Regions from separate parts of the Mus musculus genome. Here region 1 is linked to region 2. Evidence: chromatin contacts called from public Hi-C data. All regions are on one chromosome and are shown on one strand. The core of a region is the stretch at or near the end of the contact, and the rest is flanking DNA. Distances in the headings are between cores, read along the strand shown.

Region 1 (2,700 bases), core at 175-2,674, 82 kb before region 2:
AGAATCCTGTGGGAAATAATTACCAACTCTAAGAGGTCAAGATGCTCCAGCTAATTTACCTTGGCTTCTGTTATACTGCTTGCTTGTACAGCTCTTTCCCTGCAGCTGCCAAGTGAGATACCAGGATGTGGTTTTGCCTTAAAAACCCCTTATGCTAAAAGCTTGGTGCTGTACTGGGCCTCAAAGACCTGAGTGCAGTCACCATTGGCAGCTATGGACTACGTCTGAGTGGTTTTCTCTGGTGGGCACCCCATAACGGCTTAAATAAACATTGCATGATGTGGTAGGCATTGTTCGAGAGATTAAGATACACAGCTACAAACAAAACATACTGATTAAAACATTCCCCCTAGTCCTTATTGAGTTGGCATTCTGGAAACAGGAGCTGACACTGGACAAGCTAGCTGAGAACTCACCGTGAGCACGTTGCACACTGCTGGGGCATGCTGGTCTACTCGACTGTTCCCCATCCATTCTTGTGTGTACCCGACACTTTCCATAGTAAGGTTCTAAATTTATGCTATACTTATTTGTGTGTGTGCACATGTGTGTGCATGAGTATATGAGCATGGATACTCATGTATAGGTCAGATATGATTTACTGTATTTGGTTTTCTTCTTCCACTCAAGAAGACTCTGTGGTCCCCGTGGTGACGTTTTGAAAGCATATTAAATGGAGTACCATTTGTAAACACATGCTGACACTGGGATGTGACAATGTAAATGGGGCAGAATTGACCAGACAGGAGAGAAAGTAACTTGAGAGGCCTGGGGGAGCGTGGGGAGCTGAGGGAATGCCCGGAATGTTCTAGAAAGAGGAAGGTCAGTGTGGTGACAGCAAACAAAGGAGTCTGTGCCAGGCAGGGTCCTTCAGGGACTCAGGATGTTACTGGATGAGAAGAGAACCAGGGGAGGATTCTGAGGAAAGGATCTGAACTCAATCTTCTTCCCAGAAGCCCTTCTAAGTCCCGCACCCCTGGGCCTGTATTTTCTGCTGTCTGCCCTGTGTTAATCCTGCCCCTCCCAGCATGTCTGCTTCCTTCAAAGGTTACTGATGAAAATACTTGAAACAGAAGATTTAGGCATTGGGATTGGGATACTAAAGCTTTGAGAGGGATCTGGAGCAGAAGAGCACACATCACTCAGGAACCCCAGTCCTCCAGGGCCTGGTGCCCAGCTTTGGTGCTACACTTCTCACACTAGCTCCTAAGTCTCACCGGGAAGGACAGCTGCTGGCAGGACTGGACAAAGCCACATCCTAGTGCTGGTAACGAGCAATCACAGGTTAGGGTTTGAGCCTGAAATGTCTCCCACAGGCCTCTAACTTAAACATCTGTCCCCAGATAGTAGTTAGGATGTGTGGGGATGTTCTTTGAGGTGAAGGCTAGCTGGCAGAGGTCAACCACAGGTTGCTCAGACAAGCCCTTTAAGGCCCTGTCTGGGTTTCCATTTCCTGGCCTGTAGTGATGTGAACAGCATCTGCACACCCTGACACCCTCTGAAACTAAGAGCCAAGATGAATCCCTTAAGTCCATATTGATTATTTTGGTGATAGGTGTACAAAAGCAACTGATATAAACACAGAAAAATGACAGAGTGGGATACCAGCATGCACAACAATTTTAAAATGGGAAACTTTGAGAAAGGGAAGAGAGGGCACCAGGGGCTCACAGCCCCAGGAGGGATCTGCTTAATAGTTAATAAAGAGGTAGGAGTGTGTGTGCGCGTGGGTACGTGGGTGCGTGCATGCGCATGTGCAGATTCATGTACCAACAGTCAGAAAGTTCTTGAGTACACATCACAGGCTAAAGAGACAAGGGTCCAACAACACTGACTGCTAACTAATGTGTCCTGCCTTGTGGACTCACCATAGGTACAGCCTAACGAGCTCCCATTCTATTTGTTTACATGAGAAACTCCAAAGTATGGAAGCTAAAGTGAATTTTAAATTTCCACAGGCAGGAGTCTTCCTCAGAGAAAATGTCCAAAGAAAAGCATCTCCTTTTATAGGCGCTGCCTGTATCAAATAGTACTTCATCAGAAAATAACTACGTAATTTTGTGATAAGCTAAACAAATAGCCAGTAGCGTTCACTTATTATTTATTAATTTATACCCTTGATATAAAAATAGCTTAAAAACTATACAAAGGAATATAAGCAAGCCAGTCAGCCTGCCAACATACTCATGCACATAAACAGGGCCACTCAGCAGTCATCATGTGACTCAGTCCTGAGGGGCAGAAGACAGTGGGGACAGACACTCTGGCTGGGCCTGGTGGTGCATCCCTTTAACTTCAGCACTCAGGAGGCAGAGGCAAGTGGATCTCTATGAGTTCAAGGCCACAGATTGAATTCCAGGACACCCAGAGCTACACGGAGAAACCCTGACTCAAGTCTCAAATAAACAAATGACAAAAAAACAAAACAAAACAAAACAAAAAACCCCAAACCATTCTTTTTTTTGGGGGGGGGGGGTTCCAGACAGGTTTTCTCTGTGTAGCTCTGGCTGTCCTGGAACTCACTCTGTAGACCAGGCTGGCCTCGAACTCAGAAATCCGCCTGCCTCTGCCTCCCAAGTGCTGGGATCAAAGGCGTGCGCCACCACGGCTGGGCTAACCCAAGCCATTCTTACAGCATGATAATGTCCTGTTTCCAGTAGAGGGTGAACTTTTCACTTCATGGAGGCCTTTCCAATATCT
Region 2 (2,700 bases), core at 117-2,616:
ATGGAGTGAGTGCACCCAATGTGTGTGCATATTCCTGTGTTAAGATAGAGTCACACAATGTAAGCTCTGTCGCCCAGGCTGAACACAAGCTCACAAATGTCCTGTCTCAGCGCCCTAAGCACTGGGATTATAAACGTGTCTCTTTGCCAGCCAAATGTATTTCTTACAAAGAATAGAAACAGACCTATGACTGGCCTAATAGACGACCCTGGATAAGAAGTGGTTTTTACCAGCACATTCACTGGAAGCTGATTTTCTTCTACAGGCAACAGTTGAATGAACAGCAACCAAAGCACTAGTCAGTTATCGTGACACTGAGTGGCTGGGTCTCTACCGGGACAATTTTGCTTCCCAGATGGCTTATGGCAAGTCTTTACATTTTAGTCTGTCATCACAATTGGATCTTGTAGGTATGGACCAGGGATGCTGGCAAACAACACTAGCAACAAGACTTGTCCAGCTTAAAACGTCAATAAATTTGAGGTTAAATGCCCCCAATAGAAAAAAAAATCCTTTCTAAAAGGGAAAAGTCAATGTACTATTCTTACTAGTTATGGCAAAATAATCTCTAAACATGTGAACTCACCTCCCTAGACCCTAAGTATACACCAAGGCAGTCTGCATTTGGAACAGGATGAGACTTTAAACAGACTAAGGGTGAGCCACAGTCCTCCTCTCTGCAGTCTGTGACTGTATTGCTCTGACTGTTTTCAGGCAATAAGGTTTTTAATTAAAGCACGTGAGAGTAGTTTCTAAACAGTTAGCACGTTCTTACACGTGAACCCAATGCAGGCAAAACAACGGTCTTGTCTTAGGGTTTTTATAGTGTGATAAAATACCATGACCAAACGCATCTTGGGGAGAAAAGAGTTTATTTCAGCCACACTTCTACATCACGGTCCATCACTGAAGAAACTCAAACAGGGCAAGAACCTGGAGGCAGGTGTTTATGCAAAAGCCATGGAGCAGTACTGTTTACTGGCTTGCTGGGCCTGCTTTCTTATAGAACCCAGAGCCATAGCCCAGGAACGGCACCACCAAGGGCTGAGCTCTTCCCCATCAATCATTAAGAAAGTGTCCTACAGCTAGATCTTATGGGGGCATTTTCTCAATTGAGATTCCCTCCTTCCAGTTAACTCTAGCTTGTGTCAAGTTGACATAAAACCAGCCACCACGGTCAGCCGATGGTAAGTTAGAGATACACGCTCCCAGGGCGATGGCGAGGGGGCGAGAACTCACCTCGGGAAGAGACTTGCCGCAGCTGAGGCTGTAAATCTTCACTTCGTTGAGGCTGGAGACCTGCATCGCAGCGCGGAGCAGCCGGAGCCCGGCACGCAGTCACAGAACGCCGGCCCACCCGAATACCCTAGCATCCAAACCCGAGGCGAACCGGCACAACGTGCGGGAACTGGCGCGAGCTGATGACGCACTTCCTGGCTCCGGAAGTGCGCGCTCACTAGGCTGCCCCAGGGCGGAGGCACTAGAGGCGGCAAGAGCGGGTCCGGGGAGATGTGCTCTGGGGTTGGAAAAAGCGAAAATGAAAAGAAAAATCGTACGAGAAAGCATGAGATGGGGAAGTGAGTTTGAACCTGATATCGTTTGAGACTAGAATGTGACAGTTATAACCACTTACCATTTTTAGGAAGTTCTGTTGTCCACATCAGAGGCCTTGGGATGACTTTCTAACAGCAGAGGACCCTCGCCAGTCTTTCTCTATATCCTCTTCCAAACACATTATGAAAAGACGAGTCTGGGAAAGAGAGAATGGTTAAGTAATGCTTTCTCCAAAGTCATGTGAAACCACTATCAAACCCTGGCTCCAGTCGACTCTTTGATAGGCACTTACGCTCTCATAGTCAGGGTCCACTCAAGCCCTCTCGGCAACTACGGTCGGGTGCTTTCATCTTCATTTGCCCCTGGGCCATGGCTCACTAGTTCCTGCTGGCTTTGCAAAGGCTTGTACTCTGGTGGAAGCCTTTTCTTTCTGAGCAGAGCGATCTGCTACAGAACTTTTCTGTGCTGTTTCTCTATCAAGTAGTGTTGGCACAGTCCCCGGACTCCCAGGTCTTAAGATGGTGCCATGTAGACACCACTCAGACCACCTTGTGCTGAGTTGCAGGTCCCTGTCAGCCCCTTAAAGTTCAAACAGCTGCTTCACTCCTTTCTGGGACGACTGATCTTTCCTCTGGGATCACCCATAGATGTGCTCAAGAATTTTTGACTTAGGTGATTGAAACAGTACCTTCTTGTGCTCGTATTCCAAATTAGACTGAGGAATTGCCAATTCCCAAGCGAGGCACAGTGACCCCCACCTAAAATTCTAGTGTCTAAAAGACTGAGACTGGAGAATTACCAAGGCCTGGATTACAGTCTCAACAAAAATAAATAAATAAATAAATGTATAAAGAGGTTAGAATCCCAAAACTTAGCGTGTAATATCTCAACTCAATCAAAAGTTATTTTGTGTCTTCAAAACTAGAAAATTCTCTGGCCTCCAGACCTTAGTTGTGATCTATTTATCACCACAATTGCCTGCCAGCACCATGACTGCCTACTTCTAAAACCAGCTTCCTTAATTCACTGTTCCACCATGCACTTTTTATTAGCTCAATGCTGTCTTCATAGTCACCTTGGCTAAATCTGTAGAGTAGCCCGTTTCTGCCTCTGGTTCCCATATTGAAGATCTAAACCTTGGCATCT

The links. A called contact is a pair of places that touch in the nucleus more often than the background predicts.
Region 1: a Hi-C map of CD8 T cells shows a contact between it and region 2, with 2.9 times the contacts expected there. The contact joins the enhancer-like site here to the promoter of Nol10 in region 2. A contact is called at or near these places in 2 of 39 promoter capture datasets (embryonic stem cells and frontonasal cranial neural crest), 1 of 484 Hi-C or Micro-C datasets (CD8 T cells), 3 of 115 datasets of contacts at active chromatin or transcription factors (embryonic stem cells, memory CD8 T cells and trophoblast stem cells) and 2 of 9 other capture datasets (liver and pancreatic islet).

What each region holds. Positions count from the first base shown.
Region 1 is chr12:17,429,480-17,432,179 of GRCm38.p6, reverse strand. Nol10 (nucleolar protein 10) reads right to left here. Exons shown (of 21, transcript NM_001008421.1): 21 at 2,085-2,700. Among named protein-coding and RNA genes, the nearest start is that of Gm36752, 5.7 kb to the left of the region's middle. Within about 2 kb of position 1,424, at least 23 of the 459 cell types and tissues checked have an H3K27ac peak or open chromatin away from gene starts, as enhancers often do. A contact at or near this core is called in CD8 T cells and memory CD8 T cells, where this site is marked.
Region 2 is chr12:17,347,159-17,349,858 of GRCm38.p6, reverse strand. Nol10 (nucleolar protein 10) reads right to left here and starts at 1,366. Exons shown (of 21, transcript NM_001008421.1): 1 at 1,240-1,366. The coding sequence starts at 1,305. It overlaps Gm46336 (a long non-coding RNA gene), which reads left to right and starts at 1,457. Exons shown (of 2, transcript XR_001780553.2): 1 at 1,457-1,577.